Regions from separate parts of the Mus musculus genome. Here all the other regions are linked to region 3. A link is a contact called in public capture Hi-C and promoter capture Hi-C data. All regions are on one chromosome and are shown on one strand. The core of a region is the stretch at or near the end of the contact, and the rest is flanking DNA. Distances in the headings are between cores, read along the strand shown. Region 1 holds the start of Sema4a (sema domain, immunoglobulin domain (Ig), transmembrane domain (TM) and short cytoplasmic domain, (semaphorin) 4A). Region 2 holds the start of Paqr6 (progestin and adipoQ receptor family member VI). Region 3 holds the start of Rit1 (Ras-like without CAAX 1). Region 4 holds the start of Fdps (farnesyl diphosphate synthetase).

What was found. Promoter capture Hi-C pulls out the DNA fragments that hold promoters and counts their contacts. Capture Hi-C pulls out chosen DNA fragments and counts their contacts.
Region 1: a contact with region 3 is called in a promoter capture Hi-C map of adipose tissue. The contact joins the promoter of Sema4a here to the promoter of Rit1 in region 3. A contact is called at or near these places in 1 of 39 promoter capture datasets (liver), 1 of 115 datasets of contacts at active chromatin or transcription factors (memory CD8 T cells) and 2 of 9 other capture datasets (adipose tissue and liver).
Region 2: a capture Hi-C map of macrophages shows a contact between it and region 3, with 2.1 times the contacts expected there. The contact joins the promoter of Paqr6 here to the promoter of Rit1 in region 3. A contact is called at or near these places in 17 of 39 promoter capture datasets (the C10 cell line, the HPC-7 cell line, HPC-7-derived erythroid cells and 10 more), 16 of 484 Hi-C or Micro-C datasets (cortical neurons, embryonic stem cells and nephron progenitors), 4 of 115 datasets of contacts at active chromatin or transcription factors (embryonic stem cells and stem cell-derived neural progenitor cells) and 4 of 9 other capture datasets (adipose tissue, embryonic stem cells, liver and 1 more).
Region 4: a contact with region 3 is called in a promoter capture Hi-C map of second pharyngeal arch cranial neural crest. The contact joins the promoter of Fdps here to the promoter of Rit1 in region 3. A contact is called at or near these places in 4 of 39 promoter capture datasets (cranial neural crest, maxillary cranial neural crest, neural stem cells and 1 more) and 1 of 115 datasets of contacts at active chromatin or transcription factors (craniofacial prominence).

The regions. Positions count from the first base shown.
Region 1 is chr3:88,454,376-88,457,116 of GRCm38.p6, reverse strand. Sema4a (sema domain, immunoglobulin domain (Ig), transmembrane domain (TM) and short cytoplasmic domain, (semaphorin) 4A) reads left to right here and starts at 1,356. Exons shown (of 15, transcript NM_013658.3): 1 at 1,356-1,569; 2 at 2,271-2,438. The coding sequence starts at 2,300.
Region 2 is chr3:88,363,265-88,366,062 of GRCm38.p6, reverse strand. It overlaps Paqr6 (progestin and adipoQ receptor family member VI), which reads right to left and starts at 1,474. Exons shown (of 8, transcript NM_198410.3): 1 at 1,440-1,474; 2 at 960-1,035; 3 at 261-388; 4 at 1-181. The coding sequence starts at 1,010.
Region 3 is chr3:88,715,472-88,718,171 of GRCm38.p6, reverse strand. Rit1 (Ras-like without CAAX 1) reads right to left here and starts at 1,318. Exons shown (of 6, transcript NM_009069.4): 1 at 1,215-1,318; 2 at 702-846; 3 at 514-570. The coding sequence starts at 807.
Region 4 is chr3:89,100,477-89,103,341 of GRCm38.p6, reverse strand. Fdps (farnesyl diphosphate synthetase) reads left to right here and starts at 1,375. Exons shown (of 10, transcript NM_134469.4): 1 at 1,375-1,480; 2 at 2,511-2,673. The coding sequence starts at 2,533.

The DNA of each region.
Region 1 (2,741 bases), core at 107-2,606, 260 kb after region 3:
TGGGAAGCCTGAAGCCCCAAGTGTGAGCTTCTCACATTGTCCGAGGGCCTGGGAGAGCACTTGGTCTCCTGAGGACGCCCAGGGACAGGAAGAGAGTAAAGAAGGATGGCATTGGAGCTGCTCCTCTGGTCACAGCTCCTCCCTGTGACCCAGATAGGCCAATCTGTCTCCAAAGAGAGGCCCTGAGGTGGTGGCTTCCCAAGCCTGATCTAGAGGTCAAGGAGACTCAGAAGTTTGTGTCAGCACAGGGAGATTGGCAAAGTCCTCACAGTGAACGGAGAGCTTGGGGGGGGGCGGGTCTTAGCAAGCTTTGACAGATGAAGCCATCAGGAGGGTCTGTGTGAGCCCAGCTCCTGGGCCACACTGGAGAACGGAAGCAGAGGGGAAAGCATGAAGGGAAGGCCAAGCAGGCTCTACCGAGGAATGCTTTCCGTCTAGGAGCTGTAACTGGAAGGGTGGAGGACAGCCTACAGTGGGGACCATCCTGGCAGTGAGGATGGTGTTTACAGTGAAGATAGGGTATGTCCTGGAGGTAGACCAGCTTGGGTCACTGTGCTCTTTAACCTGAAGTCAGCTGACCCGGGAGAGTGGGCAGCAGCCCAACCACTCTTTATTGGCCTAGGAGCCCTTGGTTACTCATTAACCCTGCGTTATGAGGTCTTCCTGGAACCTTTGGGGAGGAGGAACCAGCCACCATGCCAGCTGGGTGCTTCAGCTCCAAAGCGTATCCCAAGAAGCACGCGTTCAAATGGGGAATTTCTCCAATTTCCCACTGAGACGTCAAATTACTAGGGCTTCCTCAGCAAAGTCATAGGGAAAAACCAAAAAACTAATACAAATGTAGGATTTTTATTTATTTTTTATTTTTTTGATACGGGGTTTCTCTGTATAGCCCTGGATGACCTGGAGCACACTCTGTAGATCAGGCTGGCCTCGAACTCAGAGATCTGCCTGCCTCTGCCTCCCGAGTACTGGGATTAAAGGTATGCCTCGCCACCATGCCAGCTTTAAACGTGTTATCTTTCAAGAATGTGGTCCTACTGGGTGTGGGAGGTCGGGAGGTCTCAGTATGTGGCAGTGGGGGAACCCCACAATGGGGTCAGAGAGAGAAGGAATAGGAGAGAGACGGTGTCATACCGAGCTCTCTTGAGCAAGAGGAGTCTGCAGCTTGGGCTGGTTAGACTGGAAGTGGTGTGCGGGAGAAACAAGGGCATCACTGAACTGGCCGGGAAGGAACTCTTAATTTCTGGATAGACTAAGGAGGGAGGGAGGTGTGTCTCCTGCAAGGCCTTCAAGCCTCACCCCCACTCCCACACTCCACCAGTCTCCCCGCCCTGATCCACCAACTTCCGCCCAAGCCAGCCAGGATCTGTCACAACTCGAGGTAGAAATTCTGGTTTCCCTGGCCTGAAACCCACACTGGCTCTGGCAGGATGGGTGCCTGGAGGGCCGCGCGCCCGTTCCAGCCAGGCTGAGCCTGCTTGCCTTGCCTGGACCCCCTTCTTTGCCTCGGATGGCACCCTGATTCAGGGTTTGAACACAGGACTTCTCAGTGTGGCTGGCTCAAGGGTATGTGAGATGAGGCGGGGGCGGGGGAGGGGTGTGAACCTGCATTCAGTGGCCATGGGGGAGGCTGATTGCGGAGCTCTGGGGAGGCAGACAGGGGGGCTGGAGAAGTTGAGAGTCTGCCAAGGACTCCTGCCCAGGCCACTCCCAGGAAATACAGAGGGCAGCCCCACCACAGTGGTAGATAAACTGGCACGCCCCTATCCCTAAGAAGAAGGCTAGATGGGCCCGATTAAGCAAGAGTCAGAGCCCCTGGGGGCTGAGGAGAGGGTAGGCTGTCTGCCTGGGTTGGGGTGAGTAGCGGGCATAAGGTGTCACAGCACAGGCCAGCCTGGGGAAATCTACCTTTTGCATACAGGAACTAGTTCCCTAGAAGACCTTTGCCCAGGGCCAGAGATGATCAGAGCTCTGGAGCACGGGGCCAGGAGATGCTGAGGGGGCAAAGTGGAAAGGAATTTTTCTGTGAGTCAGGTGAGAAATGGCAAGGTAGTTTTTTTAATGGTTAGGTGACCAGAGGCACAGCGTGGGCCACAGCAGCACCCTATGCAGAGGGCAGCAGGAGGCACCTTCAAGGCTGGGGATGGATGGAAGTGAGACTCTGAGGGCCCTTCCAGAGAGGAACTTCTGCCCCCTGGGGCTCTCCTATTGGCCCTCAGGAAGGGTGTGGTAAGCATGGCTAACCCAGAAAGTGCCTGTTTCCTCAGAACCATCTGGTGACCATCTCAGGCTGACCATGGCCCTACCATCCCTGGGCCAGGACTCATGGAGTCTCCTGCGTGTTTTTTTCTTCCAACTCTTCCTGCTGCCATCACTGCCACCTGCTTCTGGGACTGGTGGTCAGGGGCCCATGCCCAGAGTCAAATACCATGCTGGTAAGTGTCTAGTACCTGGGAGGTATGGATGGCACCATAGAGATGAAGGGGCTGAGGAAGGAGAAGGGTGTGCCAGAGGGGACGAAATGGCACGAAGAAACAGAGATGCCAGGGAGCCTGGGAGGGGCTGGGAGAAGAAGAGGCCACCTGAGGCACAAGTTGATCTGTAAGGGAAGGAAGGGTCACTGTGACCCTTTTCTGCCAACTCAGTGGTTTTTCTTTCCCTCAAATGTCAGTCACTAAGCAAGGAGCCTTAAACTCCTGACTGCTTTTTCAGTACCAGGAGCTGGAAAGCTAAAGCTC
Region 2 (2,798 bases), core at 225-2,724, 350 kb after region 3:
CCCGTAGTCCAGGAAGTAGCAGATGTGACGAGCACGAGGCGACATGGAGCTAAAGGTGTGCGCACAGCAGGATGCGAAGGGATAGAGGCAGGCGGGCAGTAGGAAGACCAGCAGCGGTAGGTGGTATGGGTCCGCGCGAAAGCCCGGGCTGCCTAACGCCAGGAGGCGCCACAGGAAGTACCTGCGCCAGGCACCTGCTCAGGCGCTGGGGCCGTAGTGCCCCTGCCCACCTGGCACCCGTCTGAACCTAATTCGCTCACCAGGTGGGCAGGAAGTGAGTCCAGATGTTGACCGTCTCATTAGTCATCTGGAAGGAGCTGAGAACACAGTCTAAGGCAGAGCTTGTGGGGCATCGGTAGCCAGACATGATGCCTTCTTCCCAAAACACCTGGGGGTGGTGGGGGAGCAGAGCAGTCATCATTAGCAGGCCTTTCCCCTCCATGAAGTGTCAGGTAGCCGGGCATAGTGGCTCATGCCTTTAATCCCAGCACTTGGGAGACAGAGGCAGGTGGGTCTCTGTGAGTTCGAGGCCAACCTGGTCTACAGAGTTCCAGGACAGCCAAGACTACACAGAGAAACCCTGTCTCGAGAAACAAAAAACAAAATAAGAGGTGTCTGGAAACACGATAGAAGATGCACTAGAGATTGCAGTGGTCCCAAGTCAAACACAACCCAACCTATTTCTTACCAGCCTTCCAAACCCACAGGGCAAACAACAGAACCAGAATATTGGGATTAAATAGGATGGGGGAATACACACACACAGGGTGTTCTGCAGATGGGGATTCTGAGAGGAGGGACGTTTAGGAATGTGAGTAGAGGTCACACGTTCTATACTGAAATTGAAACGTAAGAAAGTTAGCTTGCAGGAAGAACTTCCCAAATAGCTAATATGAGAAAAAGCTCTGCCCCAATGAGTTCTCTGAGGAAGGCGAGGTTGATGGATTGGGGCCCCTCACCCGGGGGACCTGATGGACTCGAAGGAGTTGAGGCATCTTGAGACTGAGCATGGTGGCCGGATACCTCCACGTTGACCTGGAGACAGAAGGTCAGGGATTGGCACCCATCCGGTTTCCTATGACCAGATTCAGACTAGAGTCAGCCACTCAGGTGGCCCCTTTCCCCTCCTGGTCCTAGCCTGGGGCATCCAGTCCTGCTTCAGAGGTCCTCAGTCTCTGCGGGTCTGCAGTGAAGGGCTCCCCAGCAGCGAGGCTGCCTCCTGTTAGTAACTCCATTTGCGCCTCGGCCAGAATCCTCAATCCAGGAGGCCCCACATAGAGGACTAAGACCTCCACACCCAAAATTGGTGCCCTCGAGGAAATTGCTAAAGAAGGGCAAGGAATTAGGGGGTGTCCTCCTTTTCTAGAGGATACCACTTGTGCCCTTGGGAATACTCAGAGCCCCTGCCCCTCCTGGGTCCCGTGCCCCTCAGCCCAGACCTGTTTGCCGCGTCCGGGTGGCCTCGGCTCCGCCTGCCCGCCCGCCTCTCAGCCGCCTCTCCCAGCACATTCCTTGGCACCGGCGGAGGGGCGGAGCGAATGAAGTGGGCGGGGCCACTGACCTGGACCGATAGGACCCTTTCTCCCATCTCAGACTAAAACTTCCCAGCAACTCCACCCTCTCTTCTTGCCTCTAGCTCCGCCCATTCTGGAGTCTTTCTAGGATCTAGGGGGCTTCACAACCAGTTTGTCCTCTGAGATGGGTTCTGAGGATCTTGCCCAGCTTAACAACACAAACCTGGTCCCCAGACCCTTCATCCCAAGTGAAGAGGAGGTGTAGGAGAGATGCCTGTGCTGAGTGTTGCCCAGCTGCCCCGGGAAAGGCTGAGCTGAACCGGGGAGAGGTCCCTCTGCCCTCAGCAGTAGGGTCTGGAGAGCTCTGCTGCAGTGAGGAGTGCGAGGCTGGGAAGGTGCTTCACTTCCATTTCCCCAGATGTGAGCTGCATTATTACCCCAGAGATTGACCACGCTCCCAGCCAGGCTGACTGGACTCCACAGGCAGAATCTGGTTCCTGCCACTCAGATTGACAGGGGAAAAAAGTGACTGAGGATGTGGGCCAGGCCTGGCAGAATGGAGAGACAGGAGAACAATCTTAGCCTTGTCTGCCTGTCATGGGGCAGCACGGGGTGGCCCAGCCCCATTAGCAGGCAGCTCACTTGGCCTCCTGCACACAGCCAGCCCTTCAGGGTGTGTCTGGACCCGCTTCACTGTGCTGTCTAGATCAGGCTAGGGGCCCAAGCTGGGATCTAATCTTCTTTGACCAGGACACCTGGCCTGAGTCTCCCACGATCTGAGGTTGCTAGCAGGAACTCCAAAACCAACTGCAGCTGCATCTCAAAAGCAATGCCTATTTTGCCCTTGGTGAATGTTGGCCCACCTGAGAAGGAAGGATGCACCAATCTAATTTACCTTGCCACCGTCTGAGTTGCCACCCCAGGATGGTAGGAATAAAGAACCTTGATTTCAAGCCTCACCCTTTATCCCTTCTGGAGGACATGACCCAGATGGGAACACCAAGCCAGCCCCAGACAGTAGATTCATCAAACACTTCTGCAAAACAGGTATGGTGCTTCCTGTGATCTCAACCTTGGAGAGATGGAAGGAACCACTGAAGTCTAAGGCTGGCTTGGCTATGTAGCAGTTTGGAAGCCTCCTTGAGTTTCCTAGAACTCAACTGCATGTGCTGGAGATACAGTTCCGTGGTACTGATGTGGAACTCAAGCACTGCTTCCAAAACACCCCAAAGGTACGGAGTGTTCCAGCCAGGACTGTGTGAGTGGAGGTGAGGGTGTAAATGT
Region 3 (2,700 bases), core at 69-2,568:
CCAACCTATGACAGCCAAAGATGACAAAGACACAGGAGAAGACAGTACTATATAATGAGCTGCAAGGATAAGGAAATAAAGGAAGAGCTCTAAGTGGAAGATTGGTTCTAAGAGTTCAGCAGGCTGGCTCTACTTGTTTTTCTGCTTCCTTTTGTGGAAGTTCAAACCAGCTGACTCATCCTTCAGGGTTAGTCTCATGTCAGACCCTGAACAGTGACAGCAAGAAAAGGTTTCATTGAGTGGTCGTTAAACTTTTCCTTTAATCTAACAATACATTATATGTCCTTAAATAAAAAAGACAGTTTGTCTACCAATGTAATCTGAAGACTAAAGATAGCATAAATGTGCATATGAAGTCTAAAATAAATACTCAAATGTTTATTCTGGTCTCTAAGTAAGTATGAATTACATACACAAACAAGCTTAGGATATAAATATTACTTTTTAAGCTCTAACTCTATTGAGATACTTTCCCAGGCTGTATCTGGAAATATAAACAAGGAGCTGACTTACCAATGGTGGGGTCATGGTCTTCTGGGAATCGGTGGCTGATGAACTGCATTGTCATGGCTTCAAAACAAGAGATGCAACTCAGGACACTGTGACCAGGAAGTATTTTAGCTATCAATTTTGCACAAGAGCCAGTAACCCATCTGGGTTGCTTTTCAAACGTTGTGTGGCAAACAGAAATGGTTACCTACCACTCTTCCCAACTCCACCGGCACCCAGCATCACTAGTTTGTATTCCCGGGAGAGTGCTGCAGGGCTGCTACAGCTGCTACCAATGGGGCGAGCTCCGGACTCCATTGTCCTCCGGGGCAGTCCTGGGCCCCTGGGAAAGGCCTCCTAGAGGAGAAGGCACAGAACATTCAATCCAGGATGGAAACAGTGGGCCACAGTGAGAGCCTCCTTCTTCCGTCCCCAAACACCATGGCCTACTCTGCTCATTGCAGAACGCTAAGAAGCCCTACATCCTCGCCCTTCACAATCAGTCTCAGTCCTAAAACAGATCATAGATGTCCAAACTTACTTTTTCCAGAAAACTAAAAAGAACTTAAAACTTCAGATTGAGGCAGCGTGCCAGTAGGAAGGAGCCGGATGAGTGCAGAGCGCTGCCTGACACTGTCACGTTCTTTCACGGTGGCCGTGGCTCCCCCACTTCACCACCTTTCCCGCCACCGTCACCCCCCCGCCCTGTTCACCTGAGCCTGTACCTCTGAAACCAGCTTTGAGGCCGGGTGGTAACCCGCGTTCCTTTCCCAGCTGCGCCCCACAGCCCAGGGCCCCGCCCGGGTCCTGGAAGATGGCGCCGGTGGGCGGGGCATGACCCTGAGCCCCGCCCCCACAGCTGACAGATACTCTGCTCCGCCCCGCGCCTAACTCTAACTCGCTAAGCCCTCTGGTCACATACGAATCTCAAGGCTTGCACTTACAAAAATGGATGTTATATTAATCGAACAGATACTTTTAAAGATTTATTAATTTATTATATGTAAGTACACTGTAGCTGTCTTCAGACACTCCAGAAGTGGATGTCAGATCTTGTTAAGATGGTTGTGAGCTACCATGTGGTTGCTGGAATTTGAACTCAGGACCTTTGGAAGAGCAGTGCTCTTAACACCTAAGCCATCTCTCCAGCCACGAACAGATACTTTTAAAGTGATTAACTTAGGGCTATTTGCTGCTGGTAGAGGGAAAATATCTGTCACCAGATGTACAGCACAACAAACCCACACCCCCTCAATCTTTCCAAAATACAGAATTACATTAGGGTAGGTATGGTACTTGCTACAAAGCAGCGCTTCATTTTCCAAAAACGCTGTTACATCAAAAGCTCTTGAAACCAAAACCAGATGATCGCGGTATCCAGTTATTCTAGTTAGAATTTTTTTTTTAAAGATTTATTTATTTATTATATATAAGTACACTGTAGCTGTCCTCAGATACTCCAGAAGAGGGCATCAGATTTCGTTACGGATGGTTGTGAGCCACCATGTGGTTGCTGGGATTTGAACTCGGGACCTTCGGAAGAGCAGGTGGCGCTCTTAACCACTGAGCCATCTCACCAGCCCTCTAGTTAGAATTTTAAATTTTAAAATTATTAAGACAAATACAAGTCAGATAGGATGCAAGCACATCCATATAAACCAAGCATTTGGAAGGTGTCTGTGCCAAGCAGTACAAGGGCCACCTTGGATACCAGCTAAATTCGACATTGGGTTACATGAAACCCTGTCTTAAAAGCAGAGCTCAGGAGAGATTATCAGTAGTTAAAAACACTCCTTGCGGGGGCTGGTGAGATGGCTCAGTGGGTAAGAGCACCCGACTGCTCTTCCGAAGGTCCAGAGTTCAAATCCCAGCAACCACATGGTGGCTCACAACCATCCGCAACAGGATCTGATTCCCTCTTCTGGAGTGTCTGAGGACAGCTACAGTGTACTTACATATATTAACAAAATAAATCTTTAAAAAAAAACAAAAAACACTTCTTGCTTCTGGATTCAGTCGCTAGCACCCACACAGTGGCCCACAACCATCCAGTTTCAGGGGATCCACAACCCTCTTCTGACCATTTGCAGGCATCAGGAATACAAATGGTGCACATATATACACATAAGCAAAAACATACATATGAATAAATACACCTTTTTAAAAAGCAGATAGCTTATGCCTTTAATTCCAGCACTCCAGAGGCAGGTG
Region 4 (2,865 bases), core at 126-2,625, 390 kb before region 3:
ATCCTGGCAGTTAATTGGGTATTACCATGAGTTTGTTTCATGACTATTTTTGTTACCCTGGCTTGTCTGTTTCTTATGTTGTTACTGTCCAAAGGAGCTCTAAAGAAAACTCCATTTCCTCAAATTCTGACCAAAACTAGCATTCGTTAGGAACTTGTGAAACCGGTTCCCCTTTACCAAAGGGGTTACCCTTACATGGGCAGCAGAAGGGACAAAAATTATGCCGGCCTCCAGGCTCCCCCAGTATATCCAGGCTCTCACAGTATATCACATGTTCCTGGCTCTTCTCAGCTCCCCCATTATCCTAAACGTCTCTATCTCAGGAGCTTCTCTTCCCTCACTTCACATTCTTATAACCTCGGCTATGCTGTTTTGGCCCTCCCTTAAGCTCCCTACCTTCTCTTATGCATGGTCTAGTCCCCTCTGCGAGCCATGTTCAATCTACTATTTTCTCACTCTGTGAGTTGAAGTTTAGCCAGGTCTACAGTGAGAGTTCCAGGACAGCCAGGGCTACATGGAGAAACCTTGCAGAATAAACCAATGTGTAAAGTTTATCTTGTCTAGACCCTTCAACCTTTTAGTCCGGAGTGGTAGTGGTCTCTTTCTTTGGGACAATGAAACTTATTTCTAATACTTCAAGGACAAGTCCATTAATGTCTGAGGTGGTTTGTAGTTTCAGGTCTCTTTTCTGATCGCGATGGGGTTTGGGGTGGAGTAAAAAGGAGTCAACGTGGTGGGCTGGCAAACTGTGAGGCCGAAAGTTCTAACATCTGCTTTGAGTTTTTACCTTTTTGCTTCAAGGGCGCCAAAGTACCTGGGGGAAAGGTGTTGTTTTCTCTCATATAGTCATATAGTCTTCCAAGTAGCCTAAAACTCATTACACGACCCATATTGGTTTTAACTCTTTTTTTTTTTTTTCCCTCCAGCCCCACCCCATGGCTTTAACTCTTGATCTTATTGCCTCACCCCTTCTAAGGGCTGGAAAAATGAGCGACTTCACCTAACTAGAATCAAAGATGTAAGAAGTGATTTGCTAGAGTTGGAAATAGGAAGCTGCAAGGCTGGTTATTCCGGGATCTTAGAAACACTGTCAACCAGAAGCACTGGAAGAACTATAGCTAGGAATTAGATAGCCAATTTCCCAGGCTTTCGGTATGGGTGTACCGACACCGCCGACCGCCTAGTGGGCTGATGGTCCGCGCGCCACCCTTTCATTGGCCAGCCGTCACAAGGCCCATGCTCACACGAGGTAATTTAGCCAATCAGCGAACTAGGCCACACCCACCCTGAGACACAAGTCTGAGTTTCTTGCCGCCTAGTCCGTGGCATGCCGGGAGTCGTAGTTTTATATTTATGTTCTGCCTCCTGAGCCTGGAGACTGGGAACTACAACTCCCAGAGTGCTGAGCGGATGCACGCTCAGCTTTTAGGTGTAAGCCGCAAACATCTTGGACCCCGGGAGAATCCGCGTTGAAGAACAGGTGAGAGCTATTGTTGGGGCTGGAGCTGAGGTTTACCCGTGTCTCGGATCGGGTGAAGCTCCGAGGCACTAAAGGACCAGTCCGTGTTGGAGTTACGGGGCTTGGGGTCGGTGGGCCAGAATGAACGGTTTGCTTGTGCCTTCGTGAATTTCTAAACGCTGGCGTCTTCCTCAAGTCTTCCGTACGCCAGGCCTTTAGTTTACTCTTGTGAGTCCTCCCACGCCCACCTGTTGCTCGGAGGCCGGCTGCGGTTAGCACCAGTGCCGGGACAGATGACAAGCGCACAGCACCTTCGGCTCCAGTCCCCTCATTGGGACTATCTAAGAGCTTCCCTCTCTTTCCCCTACATCCGGACTCCTGGGTTCCAGCTTTGGCTCTTCGTCAGCTCAGCTCTCTTACATTCACTGAACCTCAGTTCGGTGTCTCCATTAACATTGTGACTTAAGGACCTTGCATCCCGTAATTCCCGTAATACAATGTTCCGAATTGTAGTGAACGCAACCTTGGAAGTAGAAAGTGTTCAGTTTTAGCCATTTTCGGTTTAAGTGAAGATCTATTGGATCTCAGTCACTCCGACAAACTTTTCATTTCCTGTGTGTTTTTTATGTAATTCTTGAGTTTAGAAGCGGGGTGGGGCGTTCTAATGCAGGAGGTAACAAGCTTGGCTTGGGGGATACCTTAGGTAACTGCTACCAAGCATCTGCCTTCGGTGCTTGCTCCTGCAGGGAGTGCTTGGTGCCCCCACCCCCATGCACACCCAGGATGCCCCTGTCCTGCTGGCTGAGATCTCTGGGGGTCTTCCTGCTGCCAGCCCCCTGCTGGGCACCCCGGGAGAGGTGGCTTGGTTTCCTACAACGACCCTCCCTGGCATATGGGTGTCCAGTCCTGGGGGCCTGGCACAGTGCCCGCTGGTGGTGCCAAGTGTGGACAGAGGAGCCTCGGTGAGTGTGGTTGGGGTGTGGGGCTTCGGGGAGGGAAGCACCCGAGCCACCCTCTCATTTGTTTGTGTGTGTGTTTTTTTTTCCCTCAGAGCATTTAGCTCCTCTGTCAGAATGAATGGGAACCAGAAATTGGATGCTTATAACCAAGAAAAGCAGAATTTCATCCAGCACTTCTCCCAGATCGTCAAGGTGCTGACTGAGAAGGAGCTGGGACACCCAGAGATAGGGGATGCTATTGCCCGGCTCAAGGAGGTGAGGCATTCAGGACTGAAGAAGCTGGTAGAGGTGTGGATTCATGAGGGGTTTCGATAAGAGCGAAGTGACTACCTGGGTCTCTGGAGTAGATGGGTCTCTGCTGCACTTCAGCCCTCCTCGGGGATGTTTGGCTCCATGACTTTTGACCATCCAGAGAGCCTTGCTTGAGAGTAGCCTTGGACCTAGTAA